Regions from separate parts of the Mus musculus genome. Here regions 2 and 3 are each linked to region 1. The links are chromatin contacts, called in public Hi-C and HiChIP or PLAC-seq maps. All regions are on one chromosome and are shown on one strand. The core of a region is the stretch at or near the end of the contact, and the rest is flanking DNA. Distances in the headings are between cores, read along the strand shown. Region 1 overlaps Epyc (epiphycan). Region 2 holds the start of Dcn (decorin). Region 3 has its middle 30 kb from the start of Lum.

What was found. Hi-C and Micro-C count contacts between places; a contact is called where the count stands out from the background. HiChIP or PLAC-seq counts read pairs in DNA pulled down with a chosen protein or histone mark.
Region 2: a contact with region 1 is called in a Hi-C map of uterus, with 4 times the contacts expected there. The contact joins the promoter of Dcn here to the enhancer-like site in region 1. A contact is called at or near these places in 8 of 39 promoter capture datasets (the 3T3-L1 cell line, HPC-7-derived erythroid cells, cancer-associated fibroblasts and 5 more), 7 of 484 Hi-C or Micro-C datasets (embryonic fibroblasts, palatal mesenchyme, uterus and 1 more), 2 of 115 datasets of contacts at active chromatin or transcription factors (fibro-adipogenic progenitors and heart atrium) and 2 of 9 other capture datasets (adipose tissue and pancreatic islet).
Region 3: an H3K27ac HiChIP or PLAC-seq map of heart atrium shows a contact between it and region 1, with 5 read pairs. The contact joins two enhancer-like sites. A contact is called at or near these places in 4 of 39 promoter capture datasets (the 3T3-L1 cell line, frontonasal cranial neural crest, hippocampal neurons and 1 more), 1 of 484 Hi-C or Micro-C datasets (embryonic fibroblasts) and 3 of 115 datasets of contacts at active chromatin or transcription factors (fibro-adipogenic progenitors, heart atrium and vascular smooth muscle cells).

Annotation. Positions count from the first base shown.
Region 1 is chr10:97,668,920-97,671,769 of GRCm38.p6, reverse strand. Epyc (epiphycan) reads right to left here. Exons shown (of 7, transcript NM_001379456.1): 3 at 1,098-1,272. Among named protein-coding and RNA genes, the nearest start is that of Ccer1, 23 kb to the left of the region's middle. Within about 2 kb of position 1,364, at least 9 of the 459 cell types and tissues checked have an H3K27ac peak or open chromatin away from gene starts, as enhancers often do. A contact at or near this core is called in adipose tissue, heart atrium and uterus, where this site is marked.
Region 2 is chr10:97,478,083-97,480,932 of GRCm38.p6, reverse strand. Dcn (decorin) reads right to left here and starts at 1,433. Exons shown (of 8, transcript NM_001190451.2): 1 at 1,144-1,433.
Region 3 is chr10:97,534,421-97,537,270 of GRCm38.p6, reverse strand. No RefSeq gene overlaps it. Among named protein-coding and RNA genes, the nearest start is that of Lum, 30 kb to the left of the region's middle. Within about 2 kb of position 1,375, at least 15 of the 459 cell types and tissues checked have an H3K27ac peak or open chromatin away from gene starts, as enhancers often do. A contact at or near this core is called in heart atrium, where this site is marked.

The sequences.
Region 1 (2,850 bases), core at 115-2,614:
CCTTATTCTAATCAGCATCCCCTATGTCTTACACGTCTGCACTGGACTGCACTGATCTCAGGGGATGACTTTCCATCAGTTCATCCAGTGCTGGGCCCTGAAAATACATGGCCCAGAATGATTTCAAGTAATGATGCCAGGCAAGTAATTCCATCCTGAGTCCTTGGTTATTTGATTCTTTCCAGCAGGACAAAGATGCATTATAATAAAAATCTTATCTTATGTCTGAGGACAAAATGCAGGAGTAACTCCATGACTCAAAGTGTATTCCAACATTCTTGACTTTTTTGTCTTTGGCTTATTTACTTCCCTTTTGGAGTGGAGTTGAAAATTGGCAAGATTGTTTAAGTTTGTTTCTTCTTTGAAGGTTTCATAGACTTATACATCTATCCTCATCATGCACACCCCTTACTCTCTATAACTCCCTCAGTATCTTCCATCTCATCTGCCCCCTAGCTTCATATGCCCTCATTTATTGTTATTTATTTTGACCCACTGAGTTGAGTTAGTACAACCCACGTATACACAGTTGCAAATTTATCCCTTGAGGGACTGAGAAGCTAATTGCTCCCTCCCTAGTAGATGTGGGGTTTTGGGAGATCGTTCTGTCACCCATGCTGGAATTTTAACTGTCTTGATCTAGTGTTAGTAACTAGAATGGTTGTGAGTTTACGGGTGCAACATCCTTCCCATCCTTCTAGACCTATGGTTTTGAGTTCCCTATTTCAAGATCTTTTCTGAGCCCTTTGGTGTGGTGGGTAAGCATTAGTGTAGATGTCCCATCTGTGGCTGAGCACTCGCCCGTGTTTATGATTAGCATTCTGTACAAAATGAGTCTACTCTCAGAAGTAGACTCTAATAAGACACTTCTCAGACCAGGGTTGGAAACAGCAACAACCTATGGATAAAAGCATAAATATTTACAAGACTGATGGCCAACATGACTACTTAGCAATACAACACCCTTAATTTCTCCCTTAGAGTTCATGACTTCTTTTGCAATGCAAGGCAGATTCCTTGAGGAATGACTTAAAACTAGATAGTTTTGAGAGGCGACAATGTGTATTTGGTTCTAATTGAGTAATAACTTATTTGACCTTCGTTGGTGTGTGGACCCAGAAGCCCCGGGAATTCTGGCTCCTGTGGGGAAGAGCCATCGATCAGCCTGGGAGTAGATTCTTCATCCTTGTCTTCATCCTGGTTGTCCCCTAGCTGTGGGCCTGGGGTCAGGAGCTCTCTGTTCCCAGAAAGCCTCTCAGACACTTTCTCGTTCTGGAAACAAACAGAATTTCAAGGTAACCTCAATCACCCTCCATGCCCATAGTACAAATGTAAAATGTGTCCATCTGTGCCACAAGATGTCACTACTGTTCTTACAATCAACACAGTGGGCCTCGCCCCATCGATGTTTCTCAGAAATACAATTACTGTTTTCCAAAATTTGTTTCTCAAATCTTTGGAACTGGTTTCAATGCCCCCCGTTTGTTGCTATTTCTTTGAGCTTCATACATTTTTCTTTTCACATGGCAGGTCTAAAAAAAATCTCACTCTTATTTTTTTTAATGATACAGCTTTATAACAGCATAGTTGTTAGATTCACTTTAATCAAACTTATGCAAAACAAAATTCAAAAGATTCCCATTCACACGTGAGCCCAGTTCACTCTCATCATCCCTTGTTGATAACTATTGAGATACTAATATTTCCTTCCTTTAGGTTTTTACTTCTGAAAATCAAATCTTTACTTCCTGTTTTGTGGTACCCTCAATGGCCTTTTTTTGGAAATTAATCTTCCAACTTTGGCAAAATATATAATGGTGTGAAAACGATGTAATAGATTGTAGATGCCTTTTGTTATAGATATTTCCACATGGATACTAAATATTGCAACAACATCTGATTATATTAAAATTGTCATCTTTGAGAACACTGACAATAGGAGTCATTTAAAATGGAAACACACACACACACAAACCTGACATTTTTCAGAATACTTTCTCAAATTTCCCCCTTTTTGCCTTATATCTTTTCTGGTATGAGTTATTATTTATAAGAGCTTTAGAAACCACTTATTTTCAGTTCCCTTCCCTTATGCTATTTCTTGATAAGTGTGTTCTTCTCCATAACCTTGTAAGCCTCAGATGGAGATCTGATAAAAACATTTGGAGCAGAAACACCCTGACTCCACTCCTCTTGTCTGCTGTTCCCACGATATCACCAGAAATCTCACATTCTTGATTGATCACACCAATGTGCACCCATCTGCATTAATTTGCACTCATTACAAAAGCAAAACGACACAAATTATTTCTAAGTTACTTATTATCTGGATGGAAATTTCAAAAACAGAGATATAAATTAGATTAGTTATTTACTGCTTGTCTTATAATAACTATGTGATTTTTAAAGAGACATATTTTTACACTTTTGATAGACTTGAGTACATTTAATTACTAATAAAAATAATATAAATTTAAGGAATGTTTTCCTAGGTTCTCTATTTGGCCCCTTTGTACCCTACATGTTGATTTCATAACCAGGCCTATTAGATAGTAACTGAATTATGCCTCTATCTTTGTACTTTTAGGTTGAAGCCTAATAAGCAACTTATAATACTTATGGAATATATTCTTTAAACATCCTTGTCCAAGATGCATTTAATTCATGTGCATTTAATTCATATATGCACATAACCATCAGGATTTTGTGCAAAGACACTGTGAATGTGTGGATGCCTGCTTTCAAACATGAATCTAAGAGTAGATTGCTTGATATTGCAGGAGGCATCCAGGGATGCTCAAATCCTGGCCAGAAATCTCCAGCTGAGAATCTGGGGTGCATCTACAGAAA
Region 2 (2,850 bases), core at 184-2,683, 190 kb after region 1:
TCCTCTCAAATATTTGTAAAGCCATTTTTCCACTAAAAAGAGTTGTTTAAGTTCCGAAATGTCTCACCAAAAGTAATCTGTCTGGCCCCAAAACAATCTTTCTTTATTTACTTAGCTATTTCATCCAGGTTAACTTTTGTATAAACATACTTATACTGTTGTTAGGTGTTTCAGAGTTAAAACTTAACACGTATGTATGAAGTGAATCTGTAAATCCCTCATTTTAAGGTGAATTTAAAACTTCAGTAACAATAGGAATAATTAAAATACAAGCAATAAAAATACATTTGTCCACAAACAAGAACTACAATAAAACCTATGTTTCTTTTGGAGAGGTCTGCTAAAATAAGCAGCTGCAGGAAGAAAAAGCCACAGGCACAGAGATCACTGGAGTCACACACTGGGGCACACGTAACCAGTGGTCCTCTGCTTACTCTGCTTTAAGTTAAAATGAGAATCAACCCCCACCCTCACCTCATAGTGAATGCACCTCATAAGAAAGGTTAATTTGCATCGAAAATATTGACAGAAACATTTATAACCAAAGAGCTCTGCAGCTGTATTATCTCAGATCTTTAACATCATAAATATTTCCTGTGTTCCTTTTCACCTTTCTGGTAATAATTCCTATTCATTTCTGGTGTTGCAGAAGTAGGCATTATATTTCTACAGCCAGAGACTTGTCTTGCTGATGTTTTAAAGATTGTGAAGTATGCAAGAACACAGCACGAGAAGAAACCCTTAAATACCTAATTTAGGCACAAGCAATATGCTAGTTACGAATGCTTTTCTGCTGACAGTTTATAAAGAGCAAAGCATTTCATCAGTACAAACACAAAACTACCAATATAGACAAGTCATGGTGTTAGGTTACAAGTTTTTAATAAGCATATTTGCAAGAACAGAAGCAAGAGCACAAAACCAATGCATTCAAACAGTTTTGCCTTTTTGTTTGTTTGTTTTACCGAGTACTTAACTTCTGTTTTCAAGCAATTCATTTCTAACGTTGTCTAAAGATTACTAAAAGTTTAGCACAGCTTCCTTCTCGTTCCTTTTTCTCACCAGATATTTTCTTCTGCCCTCCACTTGACAGAAGCTTTATTAGCCTGTAGCAGAGTTCAGGACAATTATTGAAAGCCATACCTTTTAATCCGGGTATTTGCCACAGGAGCCCTCAAAGCTGCGATGTAATTAACACTAACTATGCAGCCCAGGCAAAAGGGTTTGCAGGTGTGGAAAGAAGGAGGAGGGGGTGGTGCTGCCCTGTGACTGTCACTGGGTTGAAAACCTCCTGCTTCTACTCCATAGCACAGTTAAGAACTAAGGTTTCACTGCGTGAGCGCATCCAGCTGACACCCACATTAGATCATATGGTAATGATACGTCTCTTGTATTGTAGCCAGAAACTTTATCGGCCCCCTTCTCCCTCCCCCTCCACATTTGCTTTATCCCTTTGCATCCGCCCAGCATTCCAAACTGCTTTTGTAGTCTAGTGGAGCAACTTGATTTGAAATTTGTCTTTTTTTTTTTTTTCTAAAAGATTGTAACTGAAGAATTTGTCTCCCCACCCCCAACCCCATTCCAGTCTCCACCCTTTCCAGTCTTGTTTGTAAGTAGTATTTATTATCCTTCTGAAATGACTTTTTTCCCCCTTGCTTTGGAGATGTGTGGGTCTGGAAAATGGAATGGCATTAATCCTAAAGCTTTTTTAAATGTGGTCTGCAGAGAAGACTAATTAGACTTCCATAGAATTACTCCTGGGCTCTGAAGTTCAAGTGCTCTGGAGTTCTCTGTGCATTTTGAATGCATTTCTATGGTGTTCTGGGACAAAGCCAGAATTTAATCTGGAAAATATGTTGTTTATTATTTTCATTACCTACGGCTTCAAAAACTTCCTTACTGTCTATTCTTTGCTGCTGTTGTTGAATAAAACACATAGAAACTAGACACTGATTACAATAAGATTTAGTTTGTAAGTAAAGAAAAAAATAATAATTTTTATAGATGGGTCCCTTATGTAATTAGGACTTTCTGTGGCTCTTTTTAAATTTCAGTAAATAGGCAGGGGGAGGAGAAGAAAGTGCAAATTGAGTAACATGTTTATTCAGGCAGTGAAGAAAGTTTTTGGAGATTTTATAATTCCATCTCTGGATGCTGTGGGTTGCTCTGTTTGCCTTCCCAGGTTCTGACTCGCATTTTTCTGCTCAGGCCTCCAGGCTCTGATCAGGTGGGGACTTGAAGCCACCATCTATGAAAAAGGAGGAGATTCCCCCTATCCTTCCTTTACCCACCTAAGTGCATGCTTTGACAGGAAATATTTTTTTATTTTTATGGAGCTGGAAGGAATTAAATTCTTGAGAGGGAATCTGAGGGAGGGGGAGGATGTAGCTAGACTTATTTTGACTTCTTTCCCAAGTCTAACTGCCTGTCTTTTAACCTCTCCCTCCACACACTCCATTCTTGCAGAGTCGAAGCATGCTGAGTGATTCTGTTGAGTCCAAGTGTTCGCTGACATTGGTGTAAGGAACATGCCCTTTCTTCTGGCACTAATTGACTTTCTCCTCTGAATGTTGCTTGTATTTATAAGTTTCTTCTGACATGCGATAACTCCTTGCTCATTGCCTCACTCCCAGAAAACACACATAGTCCCTCTAACACAGTTACTATAGTCATTGTCTTTCTTAATCGATGATTTGTTTCTTAGCAACACTGAACTTCACTCTAGTGAGTCAGGACAAATTGTGGCAGCAGTCATTGCCTAATGTAGAATAAGACAGGAGATGAAAGCAAAGAAATAGGAAAGAAAAGTAGAATAAAGTTGGCAAGAGGAAACAAAAGATGCATATAAAT
Region 3 (2,850 bases), core at 126-2,625, 130 kb after region 1:
GAGCTGCTGACTCCAGGAAGGAATAACTTTCAAAGCTATTCCTATCAATCCAGATGTTGTGAGAAGTTTTAGTTTTTAAAAACAAAAGCAGCATCCGGAAACATCTGGAGTCCTGCATTTGTTTGTCATTTCCTGATTCCAAGTGAAAGCTGTCCTTTGACTTGTAGGTGGCCTGGCATTTGTTACAGTGTTCCAGATGACTGTCCTGAAGTGGGATCAGCCACAGGAAATTTAATCTACAGTGATGATGCAATATTTTTTTTTACTTTAATTTCCTCTTAGGACCTTCTTAGATATTGTTATTTAACTTAATTTTAAAAACATTGTTGTAGCCAGATGTGGTTTTCCGTGCCTGCAATTTAAGCACTAGGAAAGCTGATGCACGAGGGTCATAAGTTCAAGATTAGCCTCTGCTACATGATGAAATTCCTGTCTGAAAAGAGAAAGGAAAAGGAAAGAAGGAAGGAAGGAAGAAAGGAAGAAAGGAAGGGGAGGGGAGGGGAGGGGAGGGGAGGGAAGGGAAGGGAAGGGAAGGGAAGGGAAGGGAAGGGAAGGGAAGGGAAGGGAAGGGAAGGGAAGGGAAGGGAAGGGAAGGGAAGGGAAGAGAGAAAAATGCAGAAGTAATATTTTGAGTTTATCTTTTAAATCAGGACATAAGACACTTTGTTTTCTTCAAATCCAGCATACTTTCTGCAACATTCTAACTCCTCACCAAACACGTGGATTCATTAAACAATTAACTAAGTTGTCAGACAGAGACTTTCTTTCCATTTTCTTTCATAAAAACATGTTCAGATTGAAAGAGTTCACCTCTCACCCCTCACCTACACACTGTATGAAAAGAGAAAGAAAAATAAATTTTTTCAAGACTTCTTTTTACTCATTCTTTTTATCAGATCAAGTGATCATATGTGTTCTTTATAAGCAAATGATTAATGTAACCTAATTGTCTAAATGTGCCTCTTAGTTTCCCATGAGATATGGCTTCAGCTATGAAATTCACACATTTTTATGGTTTTGCAGTTACACATGCTTATACAGTTAATGCCTGAACCCCACTAAGATCGCCTGCACTTTCAGGAATATGCTATTTTCTCTTTTAGTACTGTCCATTCGTGACTGTGAAACCATCATTGAGTTATCAAGCAGCCTTCAGGGAAGTTCGAGCAATGCTTTTGCTGATGTGAACTCTTGAGGGACCAGAGACTTTTACACAATCTTAAATTCGCAAGAGAAAACAACTGGATGTTAATACAAACAATGCAATCCTTAATCAGGAGGCTTCTCATTCTTGGTGTGGTCCAGCAAGGCCAGTTTGGATTATACTAACAAGATGAGAGCAAAGGCATCCAGAGGGATGCATATACTGTTTATTTATCTTAGCAACCACAGGAAGATTGCAGACAGCCAGAACCCGCCCTGTAAAATGTTCTGCGAAAGTGTACGGAGTGATGGCTCAGTTTGGATAGTGTCAAGTTGTTTCTGTACTGATAAAGAATAACCATGCTTTCTGTTTTGTCTTCTTCAGGATTTATGTCTATGGCAAAATTCCAACATCTAAGTTCTGTTTGATAGATCCACAAGTCATGAATCCATGTCCCTAAAAGTATAGATTCCAAACCAAACATTCGATTTCCAGTCCTAGCAAAAACTCTTCATTCTTTTCTGTGTCTGCCCGTGGTGACTCCATCCTTCCAGTTGCTCAGGCCAAAACACAGACTCATCTCTTTCTCATGCCCCTTCTCGAAGGTCAGCCAAACCTGTGTCCATCTTCCAAACAGATCTTTGTGCTAACCTCCTTCAGCATCCTTTCCATGTAGACCCAGGCCAAAGCCGGCATCATTTCTTGTTTGGCAACGTAAACAACCACCTGCATATTCTTCCCCTGCCCATCCCTGTAACCCTGGGTCTGTAAAGCTAAAGTATTCTAGAAAAAAAAAAGTTTAATCAAGTCATCCCCTCTGGAGACCACTCTAACTGCTTTCTATCTTGCCCAAAATCAGTGTGAATCTTGGGGCTAGAGAGATGGCTTGGCTCTTAAACCTGCTTGCTGCTCTTGTGGCTGCAGGGCAGTAGCCCACAGCTACTTGAGATCTCTAGATAATCCTATGCACATAGACACACAGCAACTGGCAACCGTTTCTTTTGAAACAAGGTTCTATGTACCACAGATTTGCCTCAGATTAGTTATATGGCCAAAGATGGGACTGAACTCTTGACTCTCCAACCTCTGGATAAGCCACCAAATACAGAAAGATTTCATGACTCATAAAACTAAACATACTCATCTCATTAGTATGCAAATGTACATTACTCTTTAATAAGTGGTAAAATTATATATATATATTATATGCATATATAATATATATAATATATATATAATTATATATAATGTATATAATATATATACATATATGCATTGTTTTGCATTTCTTCTTGACTTATTGTCACTGAATGTTAGATTTATATATTTATGTTATTTGCCTCTTCACCAAGAGTTCCATCAAAATGTCTCTGGTGAAAAGAGCTCATGTGTGGAAAAGCTAAGAAAACCCTGCTCTGCAGAAATGGCAACCACATGATCTCTCTGACCTCGTGTCTTGTCTGTCTTGCTTGCATTGCTGGCAGTCCAGTTTCCTTCTCTCCTAGTACTGAGCCTTGGCATGTACCTTCCTAAACTGGGCCTCACTGTCTCCATTTGCCTCCTTCATCCTCAAATTCACACTCTTCCTCAAATACCACTTCCAAGGAAAAAGACAGTCCTTCAGCCATGCTCGGATATGTAAAACAGCCAGCCCATCTTCTCTGATTTCTTAGTACTCGATTCTCCTTTACTTCCCTCTGTTTTCT